2 separate regions of the Mus musculus genome follow, and region 1 is linked to region 2. The links are chromatin contacts, called in public promoter capture Hi-C maps. All regions are on one chromosome and are shown on one strand. Each heading gives the region's core, a stretch centred on a gene start, on an enhancer-like site or on the middle of the called end of the contact. The rest is flanking DNA. Distances are from core to core; before and after follow the strand shown.

Region 1 (4,317 bases), core at 153-2,652, 2.7 Mb before region 2:
CTGACTCACAATCTTGTTCTTTTTATCCTCAATACTGTCTGGGGATCATATATTTAACACCTCTTTAGTCATTATTGCCACAGCTCTGAAATCATGATTTTTTTCTATCATTTTACATCTGAGATTCCCTCACCACTAAGACGTGCTTGGATCTTTATAAGAGAGTGCTTGGATCTTTTGTTCTCACATAGGTCAATCTGATGCACTAGGTTGAATGACCTGCCTTTATGGTCCACGTAATGAGTTTCCAACATGTATTTTTCATCTCTACCCACTTTGCTAGTGCAGTTTAACCTTTGCATTCTCACATCATCATTTCAGCTTTTAAGTCTGATTCCACAGTTGACATCATGTCTGGAGTGGGAACCAGGAGACCAGCCGATTTTCTGGGGATGCTCAGGGTTGGCACCTCTGATCCTGGCACTGTCACTTGCTTGACTTTAGTAGGTTGACTAGTAAGTGTGATAAATGCATCTGGGGCAATCAGGCTGTTTGTCTAAAGCCAGTAAGTTCTTCCTGTGTGCCTTTCCCTGGGGAGTAATGCCACTGTTGTTGCAAAAAACGAAACCAAACGAAACCCTGATGTGCTGTACTTTGCATGAATTAAGCTACTCCTCTTTCTGGCCATTTGTATACTTACTTTTGTCCCCTAGGGAGGCCTCTGAGTATTATGGTTCTCTAAACATCAGCTCTGAGATGTATGACAGATGAGCTGATTTATTTCCATCTATGTAAAAGCTTTCATTACAGACAGCAACTTAGTAATAAAAGCGTAATCTTTCAATTTTAGCTGAGAAATTAAACTATAAATATATGTTTAAACATTATAACTATGCCTTACCATCTAGTTCTAAAACACTGGAACACATGTAGATTCAAGAAAGACTTTTTATGCAAATTAACCATTGTGGTTTTGATGTTTCCCCTTTTTATTTCAAGGTGATGAGTCTAAAATCCTAAAATAACATGTTTCCTGCTTATTGTGCAATTTCTTTGTTAAGACATTTTCCGATTTTCATTTTTTTAAAACCAAGGACACATAAATTTTAAGTGGAATTATATTGTCAAATCATAAGAATAACTGTATCTATTAAATAAAAATGCACCACAAGCCCTGTAAATGTAGTTCGTTTTTTCAAATATTGAAACTGAAGTTACCACAGAGCCAGAGTTCCTGGCTGACGTGCTTCCTGCTACAATAGAAACTATAGCTGCCAAATCATGAAATCTTGCTTTACTTGATAAAGGTAGTTCTAAATATTTCTGTTTTTAAAGGAGAAGCATATTAAGCATAGCATCGAAAAAGAAACAAACCTGCACATTCGGTACTGAGTAGATATCCTAAAAGGAAGATGGTGATGAGAGCCGGGGATTCTGCCATGACGGTGTTCAGGTGCTTCATGACCTTTGTTAGGAGATTGTGCAAGCGTCAGGGCTAATCAATCGTTCCAAAGTGCAAGCTGAATGGGACTTACTTCTGGGAAATTGTTGTCCATCTCCCTCGGTGTATCTTTGGGCTATTTCCAGTTGGTTCTTGGATCAAGTGAAGAGAATGGTCAGGGCTTGTTATTAAAGTACACTCTGAGGTTCTTGGTTCTGTGAGGGCTCAAATGCCCCAGTGTAGGGGAATGCCAGGACCAGGAAGAAGGGGTGGGTGGGCTGGAGAGCAGGGAGAGGGGGAAAGAGATAGGGGGGTTTTGGAGGGGAAACCAGGAAAGGGGATAACATTTGAAATGTAAATAAAGAAAATATCTAATAATAAAAAAAAGTGGCCGGCCGGTGGTGGCGCACGCCTTTAATCCCAGCACTCGGGAGGCAGAGGCAGGCAGATTTCTGAGTTCGAGGCCAGCCTGGTCTACAAAGTGAGTTCCAGGACAGCCAGGGCTTTACAGATAAACCCTGTCTTGAAAAACAAACAAACAAAACAACAACAACAACAAAACAAAACAAACAAACAAACAAAAAACAAAACAAAACAAAACAAAACAAAACAAAACAAAACAAAACAAAACAAAAAGTGCACTCTGGTTTCATGAGCTGCTGCCACTGGAGCAGAGCTACAATTGTGCTGCCAGGTAAGTTTATCTGTGGGAACTCAGTTTATCTTCATCACAGAGCAATAATATAGAGTTTAAAGATAACAAGTGAATCCTTTTATTTGGTCTATTATGTTAATTTCTTATATATATTTATATATAATGTTTAGAATAGTAACTATGTATCAGCCTGTGACTTGTCATATTTTTAAAATTATTCACCATTAATTTAACCTGAAAAAAAACTCAGTTTCCTTATCTGTAATTGGGAACAGTACACAGTACCTCTACTGTACATATTTCATCATTGGAAGCTTAATAAATAAGATGTCTTAATACTCTGAAAGCTCTTAATGGATATTATTTATTGTCGGTATTTTGTTATTGCTATGTGTGTTTTGATAAATAATAAATGGAAAAATAAATGGAATAGAGAAAATAAAATGGCTAATTTTCCCATGTCTTTGTCAATGTTCTTGTCCTTGCTAATGGGATAAGCAAAAAAAGATACCTTGCTTGTATCTAATTTTGCTCCAATTATGAATTAGAATTCCAATTCCCTTAGAATTAAAGACAATTTGTGTCTTATTAGTTGATGAACTTAGCCTACTTCTAGGGTTATATCATCTAACTACTAGTTAATCATATTTACCCAACTTTTTATGGGTTCACATAGATTTTTGCTCTAGGATTTAAAAGTAGGCACAACTCTGAAACTTATTTTTTTCCATTTCTGAAGGATTCTTCTGAGTTGGGTTAACAGTGACCCATCACTCAGAGGTACCATCCTTCTATTCTAAAACTGTTACTGACTCCCAAGTTTTATTAACTTAATCTGGTACTGCTTCCTAAAGGTCTTTACTGGAAACATATATGCAATACTGAAACACAAAATGCCCAAGGAAGCTTATGGAAGCTTACGTCATTCAAAGCACCGTGTCTATGCAGAGGACGAGATTCTGGTTGGTATTCCAACACTGTCTTGTTTTCTTTAGACATGAAAAGAAGGGTATAGGATGGATTAAATATAACAAGAATTGGTTGAACATGTTTCTGTGATGATTTCTTCTATAACATTTTAAAATTGTGATAAAATACACCTAATACCAAATTTATTTTCTTGACTATTTTTAAGTAAGTGTAAAATACATCCAGAACTCTTTTTTTTTCTTATTTTATATAATTTTTTGTGCTCCCAGGCCTTTCTTTTTTAAGCAGATACTTTCTTTATTTGCATTTCAAATGTTATTCCCTTTCCTGGTTTTCCCTCTGAAAACCCCCTATCCCCTCCTGCCTACCTCTGCTCACCAACCCACCCACTCACACTTCCTGGTCCTGGCATTCCCCTACACTGGGGCATAGTGCCTTCACAGAACCAAAGGCCTTTCCTCCCATTGATGAGGCTATCCTCTGCTACATATGCGGCTGGAGCCATGGGTCCCTCCATGTGTACTCCTTGGTTGGTGATTTAGTCCCTGGGAGCTCTGGAGATACTGGTTAGTTCATATTGTTGTTCCTCCTATCGGGCTGCAAACCCCTTCAGCTTCTTGAGTCCTTTCTCTAGTTCTACCATTGGGGACCCTGTGCTCAGCCCAATGGTTGGCTGCAAGCTTCCACCTCTGTATTTATCAGGCTCTGGCAGAGCCTCTCAGGAGACAGCTATATCAGCCTCCTATCAGCATGCATTTGTTGGCATCCACAATAGTGTCTGAATTTGGTAACTGTATATGGGATGGATCCCCAGGTGGAGCAGTCTCTGGGTAGTCTTTCCTTCAGTTTCTCCTCCACACTTTGTAATTCCTCCCATGGGTATTTTGTTCCCCCTTCTAAGAAGGCTTGAAGTATCCACACTTTGGTCTTCCTTCTTGAGTTTCATGTGGTCTATGAATTGTATCTTGGGTATTCCAACCTTCTGGGCTAATATCCATTTATCAGTGAGTGCATACCATGTGTGTTCTTTTGTGATTGGGTTACCTCACTTAGGATAATATTTTCTAGTTCCATCCATTTGCCTAAGAATTCTATAAATTCATTGTTTTTAATAGCTGAGTAGTATTCCATTGTGTAAATGTCCCGCATTTCTTGTATCCATTCCTCTGTTGAGGGACATCTGGGTTCTTTCCAGCTTCTGGCTATTATAAATAAGGATGCTATGAACATAGTGGAACATGTGTCCTCATTACATATTGGAGCATTTTCTGAGTATATGCCCAGGTATATGCTAGTGGTATAGCTGGGCCCTTGGTAGTACTATGTCTAATTTTCTAAAGAACTGCTAAAC
Region 2 (4,425 bases), core at 1,448-3,947:
AAACACAGAAAACAAAGTACTGAGACGGGTGAGCGTAGAAATAGCTTAGAAACAGGAGACTCTAATTGGCTTGGGTTGTGTGCAAGTCCCTCCTTTGCTAATAATGCACCTAGCAACATGTTGACAACCTGCGACCCCCACATCCATCTGCCTTAGGCTGCACATAGACCTGCTTTAAACAGTAGAGATATGTTACTCTCTTTAGCACCACTTTGATAATGTTGAGCCCTTGAGTGCCTTCACTCATGTGGCTGCTATCAATCTTGATAGTGTGCTTACTTTGATCCGGACTGTGGCTTCACCTTGATTAAAGTCTCCTTGCTACTTTCAAAATATATGGGAGCCCTTATTTCGGTTCTTTGATTGAGAAACCAAGAATCTGGAAAAACCGGGTCCAGATTGTGACCACCAGTAATAGCACCATGCTGTATATTCCCTTTATGCAAGATCCTTGAAAATACAGGCTAGCATAAATGGGTTGAGAACAGATGAGCAGTTGCCTATGATGTGGAGATAAGGAAAAACAAAAGGAGGTGAAAGGGCGCATTTTTTCTTTCAAAATTTCATTTATTGACAATAGCTTTTTATACAATCTATTCTATTTACAGTATTTCCCTCCCCAACACCCCCATGGACCTCCCTCCCTCCCCTTCCATCCAGATCCACAACATTTCTGTCTGCTTAGAAAACATGCAGACATCTTAGTAATAATAAAATAAGACAAAAACAAACAAGTCAAAATGCATTAAAACAAGCAAACAGAAGAAAAAGAGCCAAAGAAAAAGCACAAACAACACAGATAGATGCAATGACACCTGTACACACACACACACACACACACACACACACACACACACATACACACACACACACACACACACACACACACACACGGGAAAACACAGAGCCAGAAGCCACAATATAAATACAAAGGACCTATGGACCTATGTGATTTAAAAAAGAATAAAGTAAAAACAAAACCATACCTTGACAAAGTATTATGAGACAAAGAACGTCCAAAGTTGCCATTGAGTTCATTTTGAGTTGCCTAGCTACTGCTGGGAACAGGGCCTGCCTGTCCTTATAATAAGAGTGGTTTGTATAGTCCATGATATTCTCTTGGAGAAAATTAAGTTTTCATTTCTGAGTGGTTATTAATTAGGGATAGCTCCTGGATTAGGGAAGTGAACCCCCATCCCACATACACCATAAAATTATTTTGTTACTATTTCATTAGTGTAATTTTGCTACTGTTATGAATCATAATACAAACATATGACTTCTGAAATATATGGTATGTGATCTTTCTAAAAAGGTCCTCTAATATCCAAAGGGGTTGAGACCCACTGATCTAGACTGTGCATGATTGTAATGAAATAGCCTGTAAATATTAAAATTATTCAATTGGCCTGGGGCTATAGCTCAGTTGGTAGAGTGCCTGTCTAGTGTGTACAACATCCTAGGATCAACCCCAAACACCCCGTAAACTGGATTTGATTTTGCATGCCTCTAATCCTCGCATCTGGGAGGAGGAGGCAGAAGAATCAGGAGTTCAAAGTCAGCCTCAGCTACAAGAAACTATCCCTATCACTATCACCATCAAAAAAAGCAGGGAGACAGAGAACAACAAGAACAGGATTGTGAGACTTAGCGGGAAACAGCTATAATTAACTGGATGCCTCACATACATGTGGAGAGGTGCTGACGGCCTGCATTTGCCAACATTGAGCTATACAATTAAACTCTGCCTTATCATAAATTTCTCTATAGTATGACTATTTTACCTGGTACTAAAAGTGTTTGACAATAACAAACCTCTCTGGATTCATGAGCGAGGCTGGTTTGCAGATCACTATTTTAAATGCATCGTGTTTGTTGATGACAAGAAGTGAATCTTTCAGTCTGTAGTGTAGACAGAGAAGACAAGTGCTCTTTTGTTCTCAAGTGCTCTGTCTCCAAACATATTTCCCTCATTTTCTGTGACTGTGTCTAAGCCTTTGCTAAGGGTGCTGCAGCTGGACTGTGGAGTGGAACCAGGTCCAGAAAAAGAATTGCTAAAGAATGCAAGTAAACAGGATGTCAGATGTTATCCTTAGCCTATTTCCCTAAACATAGCTTTTTTGGCTACAACGTAAAATGCCATTCTTCCAGCTTCTGCTTAAATGCAGCGATGGCTGACAGCAGGGACAATCTTCCTTTGCTTGGCAAGTTTGTCACCATGCGGCTCCACATGTTTTGTAAAGAAGGCATGATCGTGACACACACTGTCACTGTGAGATTGTCTGAGGACATCCGGCCATTTCTGGGAGGAATTTTTTCAGTCCACCTAAGTCTTTGTTTGAGCTCTCTTTTACCAGCACAGCTCCCCACGAGGCTCAGATCTGTCTGACCTAAGAGCCAGTTGGCATCCTCCTCCTGACAGAAGCCAGATTTTTCACTGAGACTAGACTGTATTGACAGTGTTTTCCCAGTCTGCCCCATGCGTGTCTCATTTCCAAGGCTCTGTAAAGTGCTGGCTCACTCCGGTTTCCACGAGCACTTGCTGACTTTTCTGCCTCCCCAGCATCCTCCTCACTTCCTTTCCTTACAGCTTCTTGCACTGTTGTACGTGTTCCTCCCCCCACCCCACCCCCCCAAAGAAAAACCTAATGAGTTTGTTTTGCAAGTTTCGAAAAAGAACCAGTGATGTTCTCTCAGGAGTTTGTCCATTCCTTATCATTCCTTTCCATATCTTTAGGTATGATCTCTGTGGTTTAGAAATCCCACGTTCCTCTGTTGTCAGAGAAAAGTTGCCTTAAACCTTTGCCCCGCAAGCACCAGAAGAGCGCTCATAAAAGGAAGACAGCAGCAGATGCAATCACGGATGTGGCTTAGTCTTCACAGCTGCCCCGAGAGCTGTTCAGAGCGTCCGAGAGCCTCAGTCATGAATCCAGAAGAACGCCTTGTGACATGGCTTATATCTTTGGGAGTTCTAGAGTCTCCCAAAAAGACTGTCTGTGATCCAGAGGAGTTCTTGAAGTCCTCGCTGAAAAATGGGGTAGTGTTGTGCAAACTCATAAACAGACTTCTGCCTGGCTCGGTGGAGAAGGTAAGGTCATTTTGCTGTGTCTTTGGGATTACTTTCCACCACAGAGCAGCAATAATATCATTCTTGAGATTTTTCTATTGCGGGGTCATGGGAATCCCCTTCTTCAATATCTTTCTAAAAGTTAGGCGTTTTTATTTACTGTCCTTGTACTTTGAAAAAGTCAGAAAACGAAATATTATCCTTCAGTAATTGACCCCCTGATGTTACCTTACTAAAGCTGGGCTACAGGACTGCCAATCAGGGATAGGAGGACAACCTTATTGTGTACAAGTTTGCTGTGGTTGTGGAAATGCACATTAAACTTCCCCTGTGCACTTTAGACATGTTTTGAGCATGAGTCTGTGGGATAATGGAATAATTTTGTTGTAGATCTTTCTGGTGTTTGAAAGTTTGCCTAAAAAAAATGATGGAGACTTCCTTGTTTGTTTGTTTGTTTTAAGATTCATTGAAGAAAAGTCTATTCACAAGTGTCAATGTTACTTAAAACTCCCCCAAAACCAAAGAGAAACCAACTCTATGCATTGAAGGCAATGGGCATTCAAAGTGAAACTAAACCTTGCTTTAAAAAAACTTCAAGAGTTTTGAGGTTAGAAGCCCATGTTATGACAGTGGACAGTTTCTAAAGTAGGTGCTTTTGTGTCATTAAAGATAGAGTACTTATGATTCTTTTCTTAAGGTCATTGTGCACATAACTTAAATAAGGGTCTTTTGCCTTTTGGAATCAGTTCTATGTTTATGGAACAAGTAGATTTACTTATAATTTTTCAAATGTGAGAAATGGTGATTAAACTGATAAGATACAGAGAGACATAATAAAAAATGTGATGCTTAGACATAGTGAAATATGAACAAATTATCATGAGGAGTAGAGGGAGGTGATCAAAGTAACCTCAGGCAAAAGCAGGACTAAACGATATATATTTATATATACATACGCAGACACACAAACACACACACACACACACACACACACACACCTCAAACTGAGGCCGACTGCATCAATGTGTGTGTGTGTGTCCGTCCGTGTGTCCGTGTCTCTTAGTTTCTCCGATTTGCTAGCACCACAGTCGAGTAGAAGGTATGAGAAAACCTTAAGTAGAAGTGGCTTGGAGACCTCTGAAACAAAAAGCAACCGTTCAGGCATTTGCATCACTTCCTTCAGTGGTTACTTCTCTTCCTGGATGGAGAGCAGGGCTGCCCTCTGCCTTCCAAAGCCAACTGTGTCTAGTTATCAGCAAAAGAATATGATGATGGTTTGTCATGGCTTAGCAATCTCCAAGTGACATTTGACTCTTTCCTTAGTATTGTCTGGAACCCCAAACTGAGGCCGACTGCAT

The links. Promoter capture Hi-C pulls out the DNA fragments that hold promoters and counts their contacts.
Region 1: a promoter capture Hi-C map of pre-B cells shows a contact between it and region 2. The contact joins the promoter of F9 here to the promoter of Arhgef6 in region 2.

The regions. Positions count from the first base shown.
Region 1 is chrX:59,996,549-60,000,865 of GRCm38.p6, reverse strand. F9 (coagulation factor IX) reads right to left here and starts at 1,402. Exons shown (of 8, transcript NM_007979.2): 1 at 1,315-1,402. The coding sequence starts at 1,402.
Region 2 is chrX:57,337,001-57,341,425 of GRCm38.p6, reverse strand. Arhgef6 (Rac/Cdc42 guanine nucleotide exchange factor (GEF) 6) reads left to right here and starts at 2,697. Exons shown (of 22, transcript NM_152801.2): 1 at 2,697-3,088; 2 at 4,391-4,425. The coding sequence starts at 2,852.